Regions from separate parts of the Sus scrofa genome. Here all the other regions are linked to region 2. The links are chromatin contacts, called in public HiChIP or PLAC-seq maps. All regions are on one chromosome and are shown on one strand. The core of a region is the stretch at or near the end of the contact, and the rest is flanking DNA. Distances in the headings are between cores, read along the strand shown.

Region 1 (2,700 bases), core at 25-2,524, 330 kb after region 2:
GAAATTTTAAAATTCTCACTTTCTGCTTATCTTAGGAGCACCGCTTTTGCCTTTTGCAATCTGTGAGAGATTCAAATTCCAATTTGCTTCTGTCTTTACTTCCTCTCCTGGCACTTTAGAAAGTGTGAGTTATGCCTGAAGCAATACTTCGTTCTGCTATAGCCCTTTTTATAGTGTAACAAAGCATGAAAAGATTTACACCCGCATTAAATAAACCCAGCTGCCAAAAATGTTCATTTAAAATAAAAATAACTTGCATCAAAGAAAAGTAAACAAACGAATAAAACAAAGAATTCAGTGGTCATTTTAATTCTCCTAGTAACATTAGGCAATCAATCACAAGTGGGGTAATTTTTCAACCAAGTCCTGCCGTCATTGAACAACTGCTTCTCATCTTATGGCACCATCTTCCCTGCATGCTGTCCCCAGCAGAGGGGGAGGTGTCTCACAGCCTCTTTAGTAAGACTGAGATGACTCAGTTCTACAATTCGATACACACACCCTCCCCCAAAGAGCCCATCTTCCCCTTGTCCCTAAGTAGCTAGTTGATTCAAACAACAATACTACCTGCCTACTTTTAGAAAAGTTATGTCTCAGAAATATAAACCACTCTATCCCTTCAGACGTCCCCCTCTCCCATTTCCCCTAAAGTTCCCGGACCTCCAGGTCCGGCGCAACGGACTGCTTACAGCTCTGAACCCAGCCTTGCCCACCATTCTTTTTACCTTTGCTGCCAGATCCCTCTGGCCTCAGCTCCCTTTAAGCCCCACACCTCCCCCCATCCCAGCCATTCTTCATAGCCCCCCAACCCAACCCTATCACTTTTACCTCTACCAAGACCTCCCAGCCAATCCGCCGGCTATGCTTAGATCGCTCCAACCCCACCTATTCTTACCCTCTCAGTTCCCGGGGGCCCCTTACTCATCCCATCCCTTTATCTCAAATCACCCTAATGGGCGAGGGCGCCTCCAGGCTCCTCCCAGCGTTCTCACTTTTCCTCCGCGGCCCCCGCGCTCCGCCTGCCCGCGCCTTCACGTTTTCCCTCTACACACCTGCCTTTCCTCCTACCCCTCTGTCTCCTCCACCTGCCACAACCCCCGCTCCCGCCGAGGCTGAAGGAGCCGAGCCCGGAGCGGCTTACCTGTGTCAGGCGCTCCGGGTCAGCCGTCGTTGGAGGAGATGGCCACTCAGGCCCCGGCTCGGCAGCTGGGTTTCGTACTTCTCCGCAGCCGGCGGCCACAGCCGGGGCGGGGCCCGCACCGGAAGCGGGACCGCTGGGCCGGACTGCCGGGCCGGGAAGGGGCGAGGCCACAGGGATGGGGCGGGACCTGAGGCCGGAAGCGGCCAAAAAGGGAACAATGGGCGGGTCGGGCGGAAGTGACTTCTAGGAACAGCCCCGCCCTACTGAATCGTGGGCGGAAGCGAGTTGAAGCTGGCGGAAGCTTCTGCCAATGGGAAAGCGGAGACAAGCAGGAGTTCCGGCGTCAGCACTTTCGCGGGGAGTTGAAATCAGCTGGGGTGCCTAGTCTTTTTTGCGCGTTTTCTGGTTGTGGAGGGTGATGTAGTGCGGGCGGTAGGTAGGGTAAATAAAGGACAAGGACTGTCAGGATGTTCTTCTGCTTTAGTCCCTTCCCCAATCTCCCACTTTCAAACTGGTCTTCTGAGATTCCCGCTTCCGGATCTGCTTTTCTCCGAACTTCTCTGGACTGAGACCTGGCTGTCCCGTAAGGATGCTGCATCCTCTCACATGGGTTAGTATTTTCATTTCCTGGGTTCCAAAAGTGGGGGACAAATGCTGCCACCTTTTGTAAAAACCCTTGTTTCTCTGAAGCTTAGTCTTTTTGTGAATCATACAAATTAGATTTAAAAAAAATTTTTTTGGAGTTCCCTGTTGTGGCTTAGCAGGTTAAGAACCCAACTAGTATCCATGAGGATGCCTGTGCAATCCCTGGCCTCTCTCAGTGGGTTGAGGATCCCACGTTGTCATGAGCTGTGGTGTAGGCCAGCAGCTGCAGCTCTGATTCCACCCCTAGCCTGGGAACTTCCTCCATACGCTGCAAGTGCTGCACTAAAAAGAAAAAAAGTGGTTTTTTTTTAAAATTTTTTTGGTTGCATTCGCAGAGTTTGGAAGTTCCCTGGGCAAGATATCAAACCTGTGCCATGGCAGTGACTTGAGCCATAGCAGTGACAACACAGGATCCTTAACCTGCTGATCAACTGGGGAACGCCTAGACTTAATTTTTTCATTTTATTATTTTTTAATTGAAGTACAGTTAATTTACAATGTTGTATTAGTTTCAGATGTACAGCACAGTAATTCAGTTACGTGTATATGTATGTTTTCTTTTTCAGATTCTTTTCCTTTATAGGTTTTTATGAAAGAGTTTGTATGGTTCCCTGTGCTATACAGTAGGCCGTTGTTGGTTATCTATTTTATTTATAGTAATATGTTATCTGATGCTTACTTCTTAAGACACTCCTCTGTAGAGAGGAGACCATCTGCTAATTTGTTCACCCAGCTCCTTGTCTTACTTTCCTCTAACCATCTTCCATCTTGATCATTTCAGTCAATGTGGACAACCCATTTCACATGCGGGCCTCATCCCTTACATTAGCCCCCCAATCCCAGTCAGAAACCTGGACCTTGTCACCAGAAACCCTATTGTGTCATGAATCAGTACTTCCGACATCCCTCTGTCC
Region 2 (2,700 bases), core at 133-2,632:
TAGTAAATATTTGCTAAATGTCTATCATGTGTTTAGTACTATGTCAGTGCCAGAAATAATGAGGAAAACAGAGGCTACTCGTGCCCTTGTGGAGCTTATAGTCTAGCAGGAGAGACAGACACAAATAAAAAATCATCTATACAAGCGTGTACTTACAATGTGCAAGGTATTATAAAGGAAAAGCACAGGGTAATATAAGAGTTTATATTGGGGGTGGGGCTGATCTAATCTCTGGTGAAGAGAGACTACTCCTGAGGAAGGGACATATAAGCTTGGATTTGATGGATAAGTAGGAGTTAACTGGGGTATGATGAGAGCATGGGCTAAGAGCATACCAGAAAAAGGAAAAGTCCAGTGCAAAGGCCCTGAGGCAGGAGGAACAAGGGAAGTCTGAAGCACTGAAAAGCTACTAGGAGAGTTGGGATGCACATGGCTATGTTGTGGTGGTAGGGTAGGCACAAGAAGGAATGAGAAGAGTTGATAGGTGGAGGCAGATCTTGTTAAGACCTGGAGGCCAAACTAGAATTTGGGCCTCTATGGAAAATAATTGAAGAGTTTTAAACAGAAAGTTCCCTACTAATTTTGCCTCCTTCGAATGGATCTCTGGTTACAACACGAACAATAGACAAATTAGCAGCCCTGTACTCATCCAGAGTAAAGGATGATTGGCTGGATTCAGTGGCAGCAGAACTGTAAAAAGGCAGGAATAAATAAGGTGAGTTTGTGGGGGGCGAATCAGCCATCTCTCCCATGGCTGATGGTTCTATTGCTGAACTCCCACTTGCTTGGATAAATGCTTGATCCCCAGGTTAATCCCTGCTCAGGCCTTAAACCTGACCGGGCTGAGGGATCCTCATCCCTGAAACGATAAGATAAAACTTGACATTAGGGGTCAAGGCCTGAAAGAGTCAGGGCTCAGCTAGTGTCGGGAACAGCAGCACTGCCGGTTCTTAAAAGAACCTCTCTGCTCGGCTGCTACCACTAGAACACTTTCCTAGCCTGGCGAAATTCTCTGGGTCAGGAATTCTATTCCCTACTCTCGCCATAGGCTTAGACTTCTGTTTCCGGACCTAACCTGTGCATGCTTCCTAAACTTGCCCTCCAAGGAAGTTAAGGGGTTAAGTTTCCAGGCCCACTTTGGGAAGTTTACTTGAGTTTACTTTGGGGAGTTCTCAATGCTGAAAGCTAACTGACCGAGAAGCAATTGGGAACGCTCCAGCCCCGCCTCTCTCAAGTCCCTTGTGGTCTCCCAGACCCTAAACGCACCAGCACAGGGAAGCAGCTGATGGAAGCGGAACGCCCACGAGCTGCTCCATACTGGGTTGGGCAGGAGGGCGGAGCGGATTTCTGTTACGTCACACCACCACGCCCCTCTGGGAGGATGCTGCGCCTGCGCCAGAACGGCTGCCTCGCTCCCGGAAGTGGAGGGTCTGCAAGAAGAGCACCGCTGGGTCTGGGTGCCAAGAGGCAGAAACGCTCGCGGAGCTAGCCCGTTGGACCCCGATCGCCATGTCGGCCTTCGACACCAACCCCTTCGCGGACCCAGTGGACGTAAACCCTTTCCAGGTAGAGTCCTAATCTTACAGCGCTCTCTAGTGCCAAAGGCCGCACCGCCCTGGCCTCTTTCGCCAGGGTCGGGAGACGTGGCATAGGAGGGACGGGCTATCTGCCCAATGGGAGAGCAGGCTCTGAGGGCTGGCTTATCATAGCTCCTGGGGGGCGGGACTATCAGCAGGTGGAATAGCAGAGGAGGCGGGGCGCTGTACTTTGGAAAGAGGTGGGACCATGTAGCTCCCCAGACGTAGCCCCTCTAACTGGACACTGCTGAGGAAGGACATGATCAAGGAGATCCTCAGCTTCAGAGAGAGAAGCGATTTCACCTGAGGGGGTAGTGTGGCTACATCCCACAGTCTTGGGGAGACACCAGCCTTGAGTCACTTTAGATGGCAGCAACCTAATGAGGTGGTGGAACCCTATAATTGGGGTGAAAGTGGAGAAAATCCCAAGACCACCCCTCCACAACACAGACACAGCCAACTACTGTATAAGGTGTAGGAGAGCCGCTGAGGTTTATCAGGAAAGGAAGTCTGGTAACCCAAACTGAAATACGGCCTTGATAACAATTCCACACCTCCGCTGTGGGTCTGTTTTTGACTGGATTTTGGCTAGATGGGAGAGCCCGGGTTAGAGAGGGAGGAGAAGTGCGGAGCCTCTGGTGATCTTGAAGCACAAGGAATGTTGGTCTCATGGATCTATGTGTGATGGCGAGGTAGTTGAGATGCCCTGACCTATGAGCTGCCTTGACCCTTTGAACAAATAATCAAGGAGAAAACAAACTTCCTACTCAAAGTAAAAACCATTCTGCCTTTGAGCTAAGAGCACAGGGGTATTCTTACTCATGATGAAGGGTTGGGATTCCAGTTAGCTCCAAAGCTCCCGTGCCTCTCGTTTCATGTCTGTCCAAAACCAGTTCTCGGGAAGCTTGCTTGTGCTGACGGGTGATTTATGAGCCCTGAGCTTTCTGCTTTGTCAGGATGTCACCAGGCAGATGAACTCATCCTGCTTGTACTTTTTTTGGTCACTGGCAACTTCCAAGTTTCCTGCAGGTGTAGGGGGAGTCCTTGGAGGGGTCCTTGCTGCACCTCACAGCATGAGCTTTCCCACCTTGAATCCACCTTCAAGGGTCAGAACAAACACAAA
Region 3 (2,700 bases), core at 134-2,633, 400 kb after region 2:
TTGAGGATTTGGCTTTCTCACTGCAGTGACTTGGGTTGCCTGTGTGGCACAGGTTGCATCCCTGGCCCAGGAACTTCCATATGCCCTGGGCACAGTCAAAAAAAAAAAAAAAGAAAGAAAAAGAAATTAAAAAAAAAAGGAGTTCCCATGTGGCTCAGTGGGTTAAGAACCCTACAGTTGTCTCTGTGAGGATATTCGGGTTCAAGCCCTGGCCTCTCTCAGTGGGTTAAGGATCTGGTGTTGCCACAAGTTGCAGTGTAGCTTGCCAATGTGGCTCGGATCTGGCGTGGCTGTGGCGGGGGCTAGGCCACAGGTGCAGCTCCATTTCGACCCCTGGGCTGGGGAACTTGCATATACTGCAGGTGTGGCCATTGAAAAAAAGAAGAAAAGTGGCTCCCTTAATTGATTGGCGAGGCCTAACACCTGCGCAAATACAATCCACTCTAACCATGCATCTAAAATACAGTTGGTGCGGCCTTAAAAAGAAAACAACAACAACAACAATAAAATCAGTTGGCCCCTCAGTATCCGAGGGACAGGGCATTCGGGAATAGGCAGGGCAGACTATATGCCATTTTGCATAAAGTGAGTATCCGCGGATTTGGTATCCGCGGGGGGAGGAGGAGGTGCAGGAAGCAATGCCCCGCGAATACCTAGGGACGACTGTATGCATTTTCTATGAGAATTCAGTGAAAATTCCCCTCCCCGAATTGATTCCATTAATGACCTGGATAAATCCCACCATCGCATACTGGGGCGGACCAGGAACCCGGTTTGCTAACTCCTAAGAACTGACTTTTCGAGGAAGTCATCATTGGGTTCCTGGTAAGCCCCCACAGGGAGGTTTAGTCGGGAGAATCCAGAGGCGAGGGTCACAAAAGAGGCTGACTTCACCGAGGGCAAGTCGTTTTCTGTGAGGGCTGCAAAGAACCGCTGAGGAGTGTCTGAAGAAGCTGCTCGGGAAAGGGCCCTCCCAGAGGGAAAGGTTGGAGCATTTGGGGTCCGCAATCAGGCCGAGAGCCCGGCAGCGGGCGTTCCCACCTGTGACGCTGTAAGGACCTGGCGTAACCTACGGACTCTGCATGCGTCCCAGGACAGTGCGGGAATCACCGGGCAGTACACCTCACACCAAGCCTTGCTCTTACGACCCAAGAGACCCACACCCTAGAACACTAACAATTTCAGTACCCTCTGAGGCGAAAGCACCCAGAGACCCTCGCGCCGTAACTTTCAAATGGTCGCGAAGTCACACCCTCCCCGGAACCGGAAACTTTGCAACTAGCGCCTCTCGCCGGCAAGCTGCTTATAAAGGAGCAGGAGCCGCAGTAGGAACTGCAACTCCCAGAATGCAGCGCGGAGCTTCCGGTTTCCGGCGAGAGGACCTGAGTGAGTGTTTACACGGCGGCCCTGCGGCCGGGTTCCTTCCGCGGGACGGGTGAGGGCGCTGGGTCCCGGGCCGCGCGGGCTCAATGCGTATTGACTAGTTCGCAGGTCCCATGGGAATGGTGGGGTCGTCACCCAGGAGATAGTATTCCTGTCCCAGTATTAACTGTCAGTGACCTTGGGCCACTGATTTCACTTTTTTGAGCCTCAGTTCCTTTGTAGTACGTAGATGATAATGCCTGCCTCGGGGTCCATTTGAGAGGATTAAATGAGATAGGGTATATTAAAAGACCTATTTCCTTCCTGTTTAAAGGCAAAGATGGAAGGTTTTGAGGGTGCCCTGGGGTCTGCTGGACGGCCTCGAAGCCTTTCTTTCCTCTTCCAAAGAAGCCACTTTGGAAGCAATATTGATTATAACAGTGGCCTGGCTTGCCTTACAAGATTCTTTCTCATAGTTTCAGATTCATTTTCTAGGCACCCATATGTACTGGGCATTGGGACAACAAGGACAAAAAATTCTAGTCTTTGCTGTCAAGGGCCTCTACGAATGGGATGCGGGGAGATTGAGATGTAAACAGATGTTTGTAATCCTTTGCCATGAGAGAATGTGAGAACAACAGAGGGGAGGGAGGGAGGACAGAGAGGTTGTGTTTGGGTTGGTCTTGGTAGGAGTTTGCTTAGAGACTGAAGAGGGAAGAGGAATTACATGTAGAGGAGTTAGCAGATGAGCAGAGGTATAAAGTGAGGAGAACTTTGTTGTGAATCCAGGCTTCCTGAGGATAGACCTAAGTGTTGGGGAGGGTGGGGCAGCCCAGAGCTCTTGGGGAAGGCGGTTGTCAGAGAGAAAAGGTGTGAATGGTTTTGAAAATCAGGCTGTGGCATTTAGACTTATTCATAGAGGTGGTTTGGATTCATTGGAGGGGTTCTAAGCAGAGGAATGACTTGATCGGATCTGGTTTTAAAACAAGTTGGCTGGCAGCATGGATATTTGATAGGGAGAGGCAAGAGGCTGTTGTAGCAGTTAAAGCAAGAGATAATGAAGAGTGTACATAGGGGAGAGGGTTGGATGATCTCATTTGAATCTCACAACATTCCTGTTAGCTGGGATGGCATTTTTATATCTACTTGAAAGCCAAAGAAACTGAGGCCTAGAGAGCTGAAGTTCCTTGCTCTCTGTCATAGGATGAGAGAGGACCCCAGATTCTAGTTCTAGCTTCCTGATGCTGCTTCCTAGGCTTTTTCAACAGTGTCACACTGAGTTATCTCTCATTTAGCCCCTTGGTGGGGTGGGGCTGGTGTAGAGTGATGGTCTGTCCT

The links. HiChIP or PLAC-seq counts read pairs in DNA pulled down with a chosen protein or histone mark.
Region 1: a contact with region 2 is called in an H3K27ac HiChIP or PLAC-seq map of alveolar macrophages. The contact joins the promoter of ARID3B here to the promoter of SCAMP2 in region 2. A contact is called at or near these places in 2 of 47 Hi-C or Micro-C datasets (embryonic fibroblasts and liver) and 1 of 2 datasets of contacts at active chromatin or transcription factors (alveolar macrophages).
Region 3: an H3K27ac HiChIP or PLAC-seq map of alveolar macrophages shows a contact between it and region 2. The contact joins the promoter of UBL7 here to the promoter of SCAMP2 in region 2. A contact is called at or near these places in 1 of 47 Hi-C or Micro-C datasets (liver) and 1 of 2 datasets of contacts at active chromatin or transcription factors (alveolar macrophages).

Annotation. Positions count from the first base shown.
Region 1 is chr7:58,997,433-59,000,132 of Sscrofa11.1, forward strand. ARID3B (AT-rich interactive domain-containing protein 3B) reads right to left here and starts at 1,275. Exons shown (of 11, transcript XM_021099056.1): 1 at 1,142-1,275.
Region 2 is chr7:58,671,256-58,673,955 of Sscrofa11.1, forward strand. It overlaps SCAMP2 (secretory carrier membrane protein 2), which reads left to right and starts at 1,383. Exons shown (of 9, transcript NM_001243492.1): 1 at 1,383-1,566. The coding sequence starts at 1,510.
Region 3 is chr7:59,069,371-59,072,070 of Sscrofa11.1, forward strand. It overlaps UBL7 (ubiquitin-like 7 (bone marrow stromal cell-derived)), which reads left to right and starts at 1,384. Exons shown (of 11, transcript NM_001243682.1): 1 at 1,384-1,435. LOC100525054 reads right to left here and starts at 1,228. Exons shown (of 9, transcript XR_002345827.1): 1 at 1,042-1,228.